2 separate regions of the Rattus norvegicus genome follow, and region 2 is linked to region 1. Evidence: chromatin contacts called from public Hi-C data. All regions are on one chromosome and are shown on one strand. Each heading gives the region's core, a stretch centred on a gene start, on an enhancer-like site or on the middle of the called end of the contact. The rest is flanking DNA. Distances are from core to core; before and after follow the strand shown. Region 1 holds the start of Cdc42ep3 (CDC42 effector protein 3). Region 2 overlaps Prkd3 (protein kinase D3).

Region 1 (7,728 bases), core at 2,904-5,403:
ATGAGAAGCAGAGGCCAGGCGGATCGTCCTGGGCGAGCGTGCTCTGGCCTGTGAGGCTTCTTCGTGCTATCTTCCACACCAGACATTTATCTAGTGCTATCCAGGGCATGTGCGCCACTGTCACAGGCCCCCTTCTGTCAAGGACAGAGTTCAGGGCCTTTCTGCCAACCTCCTGTCGTTCCTAATTTCCCTGGAATTATCAGGGCAATATCACTACCTAACAGGCACTGAGTATCCACTGGGTGCCAGGGGCAGCAGGGCAGGCCATGGATGAAATGGCATACCACGGTTATTCAGCCCCATTACCTCTGACTAATCCAAGGCCACGCCCACACAGGGGCTGTGCTCATTCCTGGATACTGGAGTGCCTTGTCCCCAGCAGGGCCTGGCTTTCTCTTTTCAGAGTCCCACATTGGCACCTGGCAAATCTCTTTGTTTCTGCTATAAACTGCTCAGACCAACTCTAGCAGCTTCACGCCAGCTCTGCTCTAGAAGAACAAGGTTGCCATATACAAGACTGAACCAGCCACCCTTAATAATTAAGTAATTCGAGCTGTCTTCCCTAAGGCTGACAATTACTGTCACTTTCCTTTTGGGTGTTGAGATGGTGAGATAGAATAATACAAGATGAGTTCCTTTCCAGAGGCCAAAATCCATAACAGTGATCACATTTAATAGCTCGCCTAACCCTCCACCCAGACAATGGAGGTGTGGTATGCAGAACTCGGTCAAACATACCGAATTCAAACTGTGCCCTGCTACCTATACTTAGTTGTGTAACCTTGACCAAGTTACAGAACTCTTGAGAGTCTAAGTCCTCATCTGGACAAGAAACACCATACCATCTATCTAAAAGACTAGCTGTGGATATTAAATGAGACAATCACACAAGCCAAATCACGTGTCCAATGTCACACAAGTGCTACATGCCAGCGCCAGGCAATGTGCCTAGGCCACCTTACCCCAAGGTAAGAATGGGTCAGGTTTTCCCAATCCTTTAACCTAAAGAGGCACAGACTCCAAGTAGAGGTGGGCACTCAGGCACACCCTCATGTAGGTATGCTCTTGACTGTCTAGCTTTGGGCAAACTACATCACTGGTCTGTTTTCGGTTATTACAGCCATAAAATGTAGGCATTGACACGCCTCATTACATAGAAGGATTTTTTTTCGCAATGAAGGACTTAACACAGGCACTGAGAAAAGTACTTGGCTTAGTACTGAGGACAGACTTTGTGCTAGAATTACTTTTGATGTCCTAACAACATGGTCCATTAGAAGTCTCTTAGATATTTTTCTGGAGGGGTGGTGGTTGAATCTGTTAATCTCAAATGGCTTAACTTGTTCTCTGAGAAACATAGTATATTTAAAAATACAATTTTTAGGTTCTTACTCAATGAAAAGAAAAATAGGTCAATGGGATTCTAGTTAGAAAGAAACTAAGCCGAACCTCTATGAAATCAGACTGAAACAACAAAAATGATGATGATGATGATGGTGGTGGTGGTGGTGGTGGTGGTGGTGGTGGAGGTGATGATGATGAGGAGGAGGATGATGAGGATGATTGGTATAGTTTTTCTAAAGGCTCTTTAGGTCGGGAATTGTATTGCCACCCATTAGATAAATGCTATGTCTAATAGCCAAAGACCTTGTGAAAATTTTATGGCTTGGTTAAAAACCTTAGGGTGATATAGGATAAAGAGACTTTATCCCCAGTGCTGTTGAATAGCAGGAAATTTATAAGTGGAAAAGGGCAGCTTTTGTGAACATGTCAGACATAAAACAAAACGCCACATTAAAGGGAAAGTGGAGAGCAGGCAGCGCCAACCGGCTCCAGGGAGCCCTTCTGCAATCACAGTTACAGCTTTCTGTGCATCTTGGACCGCATTTAAATTCACAATAAAAAGGAAAAAAATGTACAGTAAGTACTTTACTCTAGCTGCCTCTAGTCCCCTTAAGATATGAGGCCGAGGGGCTGGGGAGTTAGCCCAGTGGTAGAGCGCTTACCTAGGAAACGCAAGGCCCTGGGTTCGGTCCCCAGCTCCGGAAAAAAAAAAAAAAAGAACCAAAAAAAAAAAAAAAAAAAAGATATGAGGCCGAATTTCAGGGCTCGGATTAGGGGGTGTGGGAGGGAGTTCATCTTACTTCATATCTTCAGGGGCTGCCACAGTCAGCCTCAGCACTGTGTTCCAATCACGGAATTCAGAATGCAAATCTCTAGCAGATGAGATGGCTAGAAAACAGAAACTGCCATGGACCCAGGAGGTTTCCAAAGCTCTCTACACATCATCTGTGAGGCCAGGGGCTGGTATCCGGGTCTTACACCATGGGTGAGGCCTACTGGAAAACCTAGGCACCTCCAGATGGACTGTCAACCAGTCCTCGAATATAGAGCTCATGCTTTGTCCCACATTGCTAGACATTTCACAGCCCCCTTATGTCTGAGTCCTTCGTTCTGAAAAAGGTGTTTGTGCTTACATCTAAACTGTCCATCAAATCACAATGGTGGAAACGTCTAGAACTGTCCAGAAGTTGTACTTCTTAGCTCAGTTGAAAGATCTTTTATAAGTCAGAACATTACAGGGGTCTTTTAATGGACTTAGGGATACCCCTGGGGCATCCCGGCTCCTTCCTGGTGAGGCTTATTTCTCCCTGTGATGTTAACGGGAAGTTCCCAAGTCTGGGTCTGCTATTAAAGCAGGGACATCTGCTACCCTCCTAATATTTTCAAGGCGGCAACCCCTCCTCCACCCCCTCCCAGAACTTGAGGATATGGTGAGGGCTACAAGCTGCCAGGGTGGGGAAGAAGCAGAAGGAATCTTTGTCTCCCTAACACATCCATCAGTTCCCTCCCCAGAGCCCCCTACACACTGCACACATCAGTAGCCCGCTCCCTGCAAATGCACCAAGGCTGTAAAGATTCATGTTCCAGTCCCCGCCTGACATTCCCCTTCCCACCCTCGTTTTAATTCACTCACTTTTTTTTTTTTTAAACAAAATGTAATTACTTGACTGTCAGCCGGGGCTGCACTCTGGGGCTTTTACTCCTTTCAACACAGATGTGCGCCCAGCTTTGATGCTGCTGTCCTCGCAGCTTGTCCCAGCCACAGCCGGCTCGGTAATGTAACATTCAAGTGCGTATTTATTTTTAAACTGACCTCTCCTAGACGGTGCAGTATAAAGCAGGTCCTGCCAAAAAAATATGCTACTTTCTATTTATAAGATGAAACACATGCCTTCCCTCCCAAAGGCGGGAGGGGGGTGGCGTATAATAATTCATAAAGAAAAAAACTGACTGGCCAGATCCATTCGTCCTCATCCTCGCATGGCTGTGTCAAGATACTTAGTGAGGAGGAGGAGAGGAGGAAGAAGAGAAGGAGCAGCCGCAGCAGGAGGAAGAGGAGAAGGAGGGAGTAAAGATCTTGTAAACGCTTCAGTTGTGCAGAAACCGCAATCAAGAAAGAAAATAATTTTTCCCAACTGCCAGATCTGCAGGTTGGAGCCTCAGCTAAAATGCACTGCCTCTGTCAGTGCGGAAACTGCCAAGCTGCGCGGTGCCCTCATAAGCGCCGCGGCGGTACAAACACACAACTAGAGGGGCGCGGTAGCCAAGTGCGGTTGGTTCTGATGGAAAAACGCAACTTGCGCCCAGAATGGCTGTCAATGGCCAGGAGGGGGCCGTGCTGCCTGCAGCCCCACCCTAAAGAAGTAGGCACTGATGGCAGAGCTCCGAGTCCTGATCCCCCCACCGGGACATCAAACATGATGTCCCCCTTTGATCCTCTGGACATCAGCTCAAGAAGGCGGTGCTCTAGATTATCTTCGCACCTTGTAAGTCTTCCAAGGCCACCATCTGCACTAGCTGGAAGGGACTTAGGTTGAGGGTCGGACAGACTTACAGGTGGAGAGGCACTGTGGGTTTCATACTCACCAGCTGTCTCCAAGGCTCCTTGCTTCTGCCCGGGGACCGGGCGTCGGCCCGGGTCGCCTCCCGAGGGCGCACACAATCCTCGCTAGTGCTCGCAGAACCCGAGGGGCGGCGACGGTTCACCGCCCAATCTGCTCCCGGACTGTGCGCAGCGTCTCCCGGAGGTAGGAGCTGCGAAACTGGGTTGCCAGCGAGCGTCCCGCTGCTGTGCTCCCAGCGGCAGTTGGAAGCGCCTGCGACGCTGTGCGCGCGGCTGCCGGACGCGCGGCCTCAACCTGCCCAGGGCGGGGCGCGGGGCGGGGCCCGGCGCGGGGCGGGGCTGTGAGGCCAGGGCAGGGCGGGGAGAAGGGTGCGGGCGGAGCCGGACCTTCCCTCCGCTGTACCTGTCCCCCACCTCCCCACCACCCTTAGACCTGCAGGAGTGGCGGCGAGGCTGCAGGCTCTTGGAGGACAATGGGCACCCACTGTCACCTCCCAGTCCCACCTCTCCCCGGTTGTGGCTTCTCTCTGAGGCAAACCCGGCTGGGGCTCCCTCAGGCACAAAGAGAAGTGGCGGGGTGCTCTCTGTAAAGAGGGGACCCCAGAGCGTTGCTGTCCGTAAGTGCGGGAGAACAATGGGACTCCGCCCGCACCCGGGACCCTCGTGCTCACCCTCGTGTCCCCGCCTCTCCCTGTCCTACCTAACCCACCTAGCAGTGCGGGGCTTCGCCGCGGAGGAAGGGGACCTGCGGGGAAGAAGGGCCACCGACCCGGTCGCCCGCAGCGCGACCGCAGCTCCCTGGGGACTCCCTGGCAGCCGAAGCTCTTGGGAGGGAAGAGGAGGGTCGCGTGCTGTCAGCGTGCAGCCTGCTTCCCTTGCAAGCTGTCGCCAAAACCCGGAGCGCGGATCAGACGCGCGGGAGACGCGGGGCTGGAGGCTGAGCGCCTGCGGGGCGCAAAGAAACGCAGACGCAGCAGGTTTTTCCTGTCTGGAGGGAGGTGTCTCCTCCCCCTCCAGGTCTGTCCGAGATTGACCTAAAGCTGCGGAAGCGGGGTGGCGGCTCTCCCGGACGCTCTGAGGGGCGGCGCAAGTGGCGCAGCTGCTGCCGCTCCGGACCATAAAATTCCGCCCACGGCGACACCTGCGCCTGTCGGTCACCGGGCCAGGGCCTCAGGACGACCCGCCCCTCTGTCCCTGGACCTCTGTAGGAACCCAGAGAATTAATGTTAATTGTCTGAACAGGTCGCCCTCTCTTCCTTCTCCCTTAGTCCGCCTGGTTGGAGACAGGAAAAGGTGGCGTTTTCCGGCCTTGAGGTCCCCGCCGGCTTGATTGACCTGGAAAAGGAGTTGGAACCCTGAGGAGTCGCACGCTCCGGGCCGGGCCCCAACCCTGGGACAAAGCTGAGCCCCTCCAGGAGACCTTGGCTTCCCTGAGCGCTCTGGGCTTCAGGTCTTCACCAGGGTGCCCCGAATCAATAGCTCTGAAACCTTAGACTAGGGTGCACTTTAAGCCCAGGTTTTAAACCACGGTCAATGTTAAGGTGAATTTAAAAAGGAAGCGGACACAACTGTTCGGGAAAGCAAAATACTTGGGTGGAGTGTTAAAAGCCTCAAAGAAAATAATAGTTGGCAGGTTAAACAGCCATGAGGTCGGAAGTCAAATTCAAAACCGCAGAAGTGATACCAGAATTTTGACAAGCAAAACAGTAGGTGAAGATAAGGGACCCGGCCCTGTTTCCTTTCTCCAACTGACCGCCTGCTCCCAAGTTGCCTTTGGCAGACACCTGGGTTCCACTCCAGATTCCTCAGAGTTTTACTTGGGGCTCATATTTCAAAATATATGTTCCATTTGGCACTAATGTATACATTTTATATACGGATTTATTGAAAAATATTAAATGTTACTGGCCTAGTTAGATAAAAAGTATTTTATAAATATTTATGCACAGCTTTCATTACATATGGCATTTGAAAAAGTACAAATACGCATGTATATACAATGCTGTGTGAAAATTCCTTTTGCATGCATACATTCCTCACACATATGTCTTGTGTGATTTTTTTTCACTTGTTCTATTGCTAGCTGCCATTAAAAGCGGTCCATTTTCACGTGTCTAAGTGAATAATTTCTTTTACAGTTTGTGCAAACATAGGGTGGCAGGTAGCTGGAAGTTAAGACTTTTGTTCCAAAACCCCATTTTCATTCTACTGTGCTGTTCCTGTTTCATCCAGAGGTGGTTTCTCACTATATGTGTTTTTAAAAAGGCTTTGCCTTGGAGCCCTATGCAGACAATCTGTGTGTGACCTACTTCTTCAAAGGTCCAGTGGTGCTGGCTTGATCCATCCCGGCTTCTCTGAGGCCCTGTGTCATTTTATTTTATTTGTGCTGAACACCTTCAGTGAGGAAAAAGAGCCCTCGACTTGCGAATTTTCTTTCCAAATGAGTTCATTTCCTGATTTAGTCATGGCAGCATTTAGGTTTCGTGGGTTTAGCGTTAACTTTAGAAGGTTCTCCTGCTAAGCAGAAAGGAAAACCTTGCTTTCTTTCTGAAGGCTGAGACTTCTGAGACTCTGTATTTCAGAGAGGGTTAGCCTTGAATAAAAAAAAATCAATGGGAATCTTGGAAGTCTGTGACTAATATCTATAGCACATGGACCTGTGGATGAGTCCCTGTGAAGCCAGACTAGACTAGTTGGTTCCACTGGGATGGACTAGGGAGAGGAGAGTCTGGTTGGGGTGTGAGAGAACCATCAGTGGCTTGTATTTAAGGCTGCCTTGCCAATAATCGCTCTCACCCATCTGGCCGTATCAGACTTCCAAGCTGCCCTGTAGTTTATACCTGCTGGGGCCTGCCTTCTATCTGTCCAGGACACTTCTTCCCCCAAAGCTTCAAAGCCTCCTTTCTCTCTCATTAAGATCTCTTTCTCAAAAGAGACCTCAAGGGTGAGACTTTCCCTCCCCTAAAATAGCAGTCCCACCCAAATTCCCTTTCCCTGAATAAAGCAGGGAGAATAGTTTCTTCACGACCTGACATGACATCATATGTTTTTATAGTGTCGGTGATGGCCCGTTTTCTGTGGTGCATGGATGGACGTAAAGTACTTTATAGCTTCTGTACCTAAAGTGGGGCCTAGCAGATAACAATACCTGTTGAATAAAAAGCCCTGAATAGCAACCTCAAGTCTAAGAGCCTCGTTTACAAACTCCATAGCACAGGATAATATTTTATTAAACATTCCTGGGATGTCCCGCACAACTGCTGAGACCGAAATTTCAGTCCCTTCTCTTTAGTCTGACTGAAGGAGAAACACAAAACACATGGAACGTTTTAAGTTTTCTAAAACTCAAACATTCGAGAGGAAAGCTTACCAAAAAAGTCTTTGTAGTCCATGTATAATGCATAACTATTTTTCTTCTGGCAAAGCTGAAATGTACCCGTGTGTGCTCAGCTGGGGTTTTCCCCCCGAAAATGCCACATTCGGGTTGAACTGAAGCATGTATGTTCCCCATTATCCCCCACCCCCCAGTCGGATCTAGGTGGGGCAGTGTGAGGAAGAAACTGGAAGGTTGGGACTTTTATTTGACGGCGCTGGGGATGGAACCCAGGGCACACACTAGGCCCACACTCTGTCTCTGAGTTACACTCCCAGCCTGATTACAACATCTTAAGTGCGTCTCTAGCTGCAGCTTAAGCTAGTCTCTTGGCTCCCTGATGGTAACTACACCGGAGAGGAACTGTATACAGTAACCTGTGCTAATGAGCTGGCTTCACTAGTTGCCAAAAGCTTAGAAATTTTCTAACCAGCAATTTCCTTGTAAA
Region 2 (7,728 bases), core at 2,564-5,063, 350 kb before region 1:
TGAATATACACATATTTGCTACTCATGGGTTTCAAAGTTCAGATGTCAGGTCTTCACAAGTAAGAACATGACTCAACTCTGCTCATGCATGAGAAACATTAAAATTTTAAAGAAACTCACTTCCTCTCAATACCCGCAAGGCTCAGGGAACATCACAGAGAAGGGCCTATATAGACTGCAAGAGCAGAGGCGGTAGACTGGAATGAAACAACCTTCTGGATCTGACAGGACCTCTGTGCCTATGAGCTCTCAGCAGCTATGGCTGCCTGCACAAGACCTGCACGAGATCAAGCCGGCCAACATTCCAGCACAGAGCAGCACAGATGGAACCAAGAAGCTATAGACAGGTGACAGAGAGTTAGTGTTTAACGGCATGGCTCCTAGTAGGGCTGCCCATGCTCAAGGGCCTAAGGCTCCACATGTAGGAGAGAACGAGGAGCACAAATGGATTCAAGTAACTAAAAGAAAAACTGAACCCAATGTTGGGAGTGTAGAGAGGTGGGGACAGATCTGAAAGGAGTTAGGAGGAGGAATGGAGCTGAGTATGATAAAAATAAATTCCGTGAAAGTCTCAAAGGATTAATAAAACATTAAAAAATATTACAAACATGATGTTTAGGCTTTCTTTTCAAATGGATGCCTGAGCTTTAAAATTACTTTAACATGTTATTCATGGGCTGGAGAGATGGCTCAGTGGTTAAGAGCACTGGCTACTCTTCCAGAGGTCCTGAGTTCAATTCCCAGTCATCACGTGGTGGCTCACAACCATCTGTAATGAGATCTGATGCCCCCTTCTGGTTTATCAGTGGAGTTCATTAAATAAATAAAATTTTAAAAAATGTTATTCACCCAGTTTTCCCATTATTAATTAACACTTTATAGAAGTATGACACATTTATAGCAAATGTCATATTTTATTTAGATTTCCTTAGCTTTATCTAATGTCCTTTCTCCTTTCCAGGATCTTCCATGAATCTATATGACCTTGAGCTGTCAGGTACTAGTAGGGTTTTTTTGGATCTAAAAGTTTCTCAGACTTTGGCAGTTTTGGAGAATCTGACTGTGTTGCTCGCTGGTTGTTGAGTTTTATAGGATGACTGCGCTCAGATTTTTATGTTCTGGGGATGAAACGTAGGTCTTCACATTTACATAGCAAGCACTTTACCCAAGGCCCTGAATTCAAATCTTATTAACTGCATAATCTTTTTTTTTTCTTTTTTCTTTTTTTTCGGAGCTGGAGACCGAACCCAGGGCCTTGCGCTTGCTAGGCAAGCAAGCGCTCTACCACTGAGCTAAATCCCCAACCCCTAACTGTATAATCTTAACTATTGTTTTTCTATCTATAAAACAGAGCATACTTGGCAGTTACCATGACAATTAAACAAATTATTGTAACATAAAGAATCTGAATTCCTGACCAGTTGGATGTGCCATATTAGCCATTACTGTTTCCAATATTTTGTTATTACAAGCAACAGCCAGTGAGTAATCGCATGTTTATACCTTTACTATTTCTGGAGTATATGTGTGGAAATAATTTCTCAGAATATTTCCTAGGTCAAAGTATACATATATATGAAACTTTTAGACACTGATCAATTGGTCTTCACAAAGACACCAGCTTATACGTCTACATGCAAAACATTAAGTTTGTGGAGCAGAGGAGATGGCTCAGTGCTTGCCCCTCAGGCAGAGAGAGGACCAGAGTTCAAATCCTAGAACCCATGTGAACAAAAGGTGGGTCTGACGGTCTTCTGCAATTGGAGGGAGAGATGAGGGGTCTCCAGAGCAAGCTGACCATCAGGACTAGTCACATCAGTGAGCTTGGGTGTGATGTGAGAGACCTGCCTTGACGAAAAAAGCAGAAGAGTAACTGAGGATGACTCGACATCAACCTCAGGCCTTCACATGCTTGTGTACACATGTGCACCACATTTGCACACATGTGGGCCCACACATGCAAAAGTCATGCAAATACACACATAAACGTAACACACATGAAAGGATTTGTCACATGCTACTTTCTAAGTTCATTATCACATTTGTTACTCTTGTATGAAAAGTGGTACTTCTGTGTAGTTTCAACTTGTACCCTCCCCCCTTTTACGTATGTGAGTTGGTGCTGTGCATCTGCATGCATGTTCTATGGGCATGTGGATTATTTAATGGGGCAGGTTCCAGCAAGTCCAGCCAGCCTGACCCAGGATTCCCAGACTCTTCCCCAGACAGCTGCCATCTCCTGCTTCGGTGCAGATTTTGGGAATCTCAACTCTGGACCTCATGTTTACAGGGAGAGAGCTTTATCCATGGAGCCATTTCCCTTGCCCTGACTTGTGTATGTCCATTCTACAAGGCTGGCATTTTTCATATGTTTAAGATATGTTATGAGAATTCATTATATACATTTTTGCCTATTTTTAATAGTCCACAGATCCTCAAAACTCCAAATTCAACTATTGCTCAGAATTATTTTTCCTCTTCCAGAATGATTCTCAGTACATAGGAGCTATGTGAAAGTCATAGTCAAGCCAAGCACAGGGGTACACACACGCAATCCCAGCTTCTAGGGCTGGAGGCAGAGGAGCTGAGGTTCAAGGTCGCCCTTGGGTAAACAGGGATTTGAAGGCTGGCCTGGACCACATGAGGGAAAAAAGGCATGAACAAAACATTAAAAGCCACAAACAAAAGCACTTTATATTTCAAAACCTATCAAAAATAACCAGCGGTGAAATACACAGAAAGCAGAAACTTTTCAAAGAGAATGGCTTGTTTTTCTAAGCTGTACTTCAACAGAATAAGGAATAAAGGAAAAGGCCACTTTCCACTCAGTTGTATAATTTTTTTTTTTTTTTTGGTTCTTTTTTTCGGAGCTGGGGACCGAACCCAGGGCCTTGCGCTTCCTAGGTAAGCGCTCTACCACTGAGCTAAATCCCCAGCCCCCCAGTTGTATAATTTTAAAAGGAAAAAAATATTCTGGCAAAATAACGCAAACTAACTCTTGATTCCATCTGTGAATCTGCTGCTCGCAGTCATGGGGCAGCAGAGGGAGGAGAACTGCCCCGTCACTGCTATCTTCTATTTGCCTTTACGACGTACGACAACAAGAAATGGTCTCTCATCTTCTGCACACCCCATTCTCATGCAGGAGAACAAGGGCTCTTGGGACAGGGAACAGGGCTAGCAGGGCAGCACCCTAGGGTATGTTCAGTAGCTCTCAGTAGCAAGGCCAAGCTCCACGTGAGCTCCGACAGAGCTCTCAGCTCTCTAGGACACTTCTGCCCCAGGAGGTACACGGCACTGTCTTTGTGCACTCCTAGTTTCCAGCACTTGGGTTTGTGGACATTTAGTAGGTACGGTATTGCAGACTGCACACTCAGCTCCATCGTGCGACTCTCTGGCCCCAGTTAATGATTAACGCTCACGCTGAAGAGCCCTGATGCTCTAGGATGGAAGGAGTCAAAACTCTAGAGCCTGGGAATGTGGACGGGAGTTAGTAACCTGACAACGCACAGCCCACGTCTTCTTCCTGTCCCTACCCCAGCCCTGACTGGAGGAGGGAATGGAGGACAGCTAAGAAGCTAAGCGTTTAAAGCAAATTAAAAAAAAAAAAAAAGCCACTGGCCTGTTCCTAACAGTGCTCTCCCAGTAACTTCCCAACTTACTTTTTTTTTGTCAGTAGTTCCTCTGCCTTGTGCAAAATGAAGGTTTTCCCAGTTCTAGACTAACGGCGGCTAAACACTGAAGCCTTGTCTCATAAAATCTCATGCCACCAACTTCTGTTAGTAAAGTGTCAGATAAGGTACGAAGCTTGCAAAACTTTTATTTTACTTGGCAATACATCAATTTGAATGTTAACAAGCAACTTCAGAATTCAATACTATCTGAGTGAATTATTTACCTGTCATTAGGCATTTTTAAAAGGTAGTATAAAAATAAGAAACCCTTAGAGTTTTAACACATACAATTTTGTTTTCATTATAGGTAAGTGAAGTACACCGATTTTGGTTAGAGGTTGATACACACATAAGTATATATGGAATACTAAATTGATTTTTAAACTTAAGGCCAAGCATATCTTTACAGTGTCTTTAAAACCTATACTAAATAACAGAAAACACGTGCTAAGGATGTTCTCTTTCCAGGTTTCCTCAGACTCCCTAAAAGCCCAGAACTTAGTTATTTAACTGGCACTCATTAAAAATTCTGTTGACTATTGTCAGAAACAAGACTAATATTAATTTAGCACCAACTCTGAAAAGTGCTTAACCATAGGGAAGAGTTCCAATGCTTGTTTTCACTTAAGGCCAAAATCAGTAGTTTAGAGGAGTCAGTGAGGACTGGCTCAACAGGCACTTGAATGGACGCTTCCCTTTCACCGACGTCTCTAGTTCACAGTTCTCTGGATATCGCTTGCCAGCAGAGTTGCTCAATTTAGCTAACACTTGCACTTCTGACATAAACCAGAGAAATCCTTTTTCTTTTTTAAATACACTTTCACCCCTTATTTTGTAATTAGTTCTGAATTGTCTTTAACACCTGGACCTTTTCTCTTTCAGCTATGATTGTAATCTGAATGTGCAGCAAATTAATTTTCCCTCCAGTTAAAGTATTTAGTAATAACTGCCTGACACTGTTTAACCTAGATAATGTGTGTGTGTATATTCATATGTGTGTGTGTGTATATATATATACATATATATGTATGTGTGTGTGTGTGTGTGTGTGTGTGTGTGTGTGTGAAAAAGATTAGAATGTTGCGAAGCTACTGCAACACAGCTGTAGTAGAGAGAATGGGAAAAAACAACACAGAATGACAACCAGTTTTAGAAACAAAAGTCACAGCTGGGGTTCTCAGGCACTACGACAGAACTGAAAATTACACTTGATTCATGTTGATAGAGACAATAGATTCATTCATTCAGACCAAATCACCCCTCAAGTACACTGAATATTCGGTCTTCAGATCTAGTATTCAAGTGATCAAAACTAAAGCCAAGTATTTTAAATCACCTAAAAGCAGACAGCTTTAGTCAGAATTTTAATTTTACTAAATGCCATTATAGCTCAAATGAACTGCTTTCTACCAACTTCCCTTCTCATTCCAATTGCCTCTAGTTTTTTCCTTCAACAAACTAACAGCAACAATAGCTTTAGAGGGTATCGTTTAAGCCTCTTACCAATATGAAAGCAAGTAAACAGGGAGCTAACATCCACTGGGTACTCATCGCGTACCAGACACTGTGAGCGGAATCTCCCATTTTAAATAAGCACATCAGAACTGAAATAAAAAATAAGGTTTTGTTGACATGATGTAACTAAATGCAGTGACTCTGATGCTCACTAAGGTTTAGGAGATCTACAGAACCAAGGAGCTTTCTACATTGAAATCTGAAGCCATGGGTGTATTTTCTGAGCATTATGTCCCAGGGCTGCACTAAGAACTTTGTATTTAATCACCACAACTATTTATAAAGGTAGATATTCTAATCTTAGGCTCTCAGAAGAGAAAACAGGATCGGGAGTTAAGCGACTTGAAAAATACCTATCAATAGATAAGGCTAAAATGAAAAGCTACATTCCCAGTCCCTCTCTTGATTCTTAAGTTCTGAGGTAATGAACTTCCCTATCTTAAAAAGAAAACCTTGCATTAATAACAATGACAATACAGTGTCAATATTTGGAATCCATGCAGGAGCCACTGCTGTACTGTGAGCCAGGGTTTTGCCATGTTCTCTCAGTACTGATTTTCTCATAATCGGACACTCAGCTGATCTGATTGGCACACTTCACCTGCCTCAGCCCCAGTTCTACTGCTGCTAGATGGCATTCTAAGGTTTGACTGCCAGTTCTACTATTTCTCTGTGGCTTCCTGGCAAACACACCCTCTTCGGTTTATACAAGGTAGAAATTGCACTTGTGTTCATTTTGCTTTGTAAACTATGAATAAATAGGAGTCTAGGAGTACGAGGGTAGCTCAGTGGTAGTGTGCATGCTTAGCATTGCCAAGGCCCTGGGTTCAATTCCCAGCACACCATATACACACATGTTCTTATACAGAATAAGGAAAATGTCCATTATTTGCATGACTTTGTTTTTAGTATAAAAGCAAATATATGTTTACTGAGAATAAGGCATTCCTCAGGAAAGACATGAAGAAGCTAGCATTGACCTCCATGTAGTATGTTGGAAGACTTTCAAAGCTCAAAAAAAGGAAGCTAAGTCTTGGCTTATGCTAACAAGAACAACAAAAGAAACTCCACCTCACTCCACCCTCAGGATGTGTCATGAAATTGGATGAAATTCAGAAAGTGACCACTTTTAGTCATATCTAAGTTTTACACAAAACTCAACTAACAGTGACCTACTAGCTAAAGAGATATTTCTTGGGGAAAAAAAATCTTGCTGCTTATGCTGATGTAGCCGTTGTCAGTGTTTAGGCAGGTCTATGCTTCATACAATCCACGAATCACTGTATGTCTATGAGAGTCGACCACTTAGTCTGTACTCCTTTAAAAACTACTTTAACCATGTTCTGCTGTGCTTGTTTACGAATTTATTGAATCATCTTGTGAAATGCACTTTGTGTCATCTGCCCCAGTGTTTAGTGTGGTCGCTGTGTTTCTCTCCAACATGTGAGTACTTTATAGGGGGAGGGTGCTGATCTTATCACACTTGCTGTGTTTTCCACCCAGATTTTTGTCTTATTATTTTTATAGCTGACATTATGGTTTGTTGACCTAGAAGTGAGTTATCCTGGTACAGAGCAGTCAGCCAGCTCCATTTTACATTGACTTTCCTTTGACCCAGGTTTGCACATTTAATTTACTCCCTCTAGAACTTACTGTGTGGGGGTCAGCATTAAGTGCCTTCCACAGTTAAAACGGGTTTTCAAAACTCAATTTATGGGAAAGTGACCCCCTTTAAAACGTTTGTTGTTGGTTTTTTTTTTTTTTTTGCCATGACTCCTTTATAGCATATACCTAAAATAAATGTATCACAGACTTTTCTAATTCCTGCTTAAGTAGCATCAAACTCCAATTACTGCAGCTCCCTTCCTAGTTTTCAGATTTTTGAAATTAATGTTCTTGACGACTTTAGAACAACACCAGATAAATTTCTGACTAACATTGACAGGAGAAAAAAAAATAAGATCTTTAACTTAAAAAGAGTAATTTGAGAAGTAAGAATTATATACTATTTGTCCCTTTTAAAGACAAAGCATTCATGTTACCTTTTAAAAGACATTTTAAAATATTTTTAACAGTTTTTTTTATGAGCATTGACTGGTGTTTTGCCTGCATGCATCTCTGTGAGATGTCAGATCTCTTGGAACTGGGGCTACGGGAGTCGTGAGTTTCCCTGTGGGTACAGGGAATTGAACGGCTCCTCTGAAAAAGCCAATGTTCTTAACCACTGAGCCATCTCTCCAGCCCTAACAATATTTCTTTTAAAGTTCAAAATTTTTATTATACTTGAGATAATTATCACTAAGTACTGTTTTTTTCTAAGGTTTTTTTGATTCATTATTATTTTATGTGTTGCATGTGTATCTACGAGTGTGTGTATAGTATTTGAGTTGTGTGTGCATGTATATAGTGTTTAAGTGTGTATGTGTATGTGTGTGTGAGTGAGTGTATGCCATGTGTGCTGGTCTGTGAAGAGAACAAGGGAGGGTGTCCGATTTCCTAGAGCTGGAAATACTGGGAAATAATCTCTAGTTCTCCGGGA

Evidence for each region. Hi-C and Micro-C count contacts between places; a contact is called where the count stands out from the background.
Region 2: a contact with region 1 is called in a Hi-C map of hepatocytes, with 1.7 times the contacts expected there. The contact joins the enhancer-like site here to the promoter of Cdc42ep3 in region 1. A contact is called at or near these places in 2 of 12 Hi-C or Micro-C datasets (the A7r5 cell line and hepatocytes).

The regions. Positions count from the first base shown.
Region 1 is chr6:21,459,506-21,467,233 of GRCr8, reverse strand. It overlaps Cdc42ep3 (CDC42 effector protein 3), which reads right to left and starts at 4,153. Exons shown (of 2, transcript NM_001048044.1): 1 at 3,931-4,153. LOC134479326 (a long non-coding RNA gene) reads left to right here and starts at 4,383. Exons shown (of 2, transcript XR_010052493.1): 1 at 4,383-4,524; 2 at 5,176-6,020.
Region 2 is chr6:21,812,181-21,819,908 of GRCr8, reverse strand. All of the region lies in intron 1 of Prkd3 (protein kinase D3), which reads right to left. Among named protein-coding and RNA genes, the nearest start is that of Prkd3, 24 kb to the right of the region's middle. Within about 2 kb of position 3,813, at least 8 of the 93 cell types and tissues checked have an H3K27ac peak or open chromatin away from gene starts, as enhancers often do. A contact at or near this core is called in hepatocytes, where this site is marked.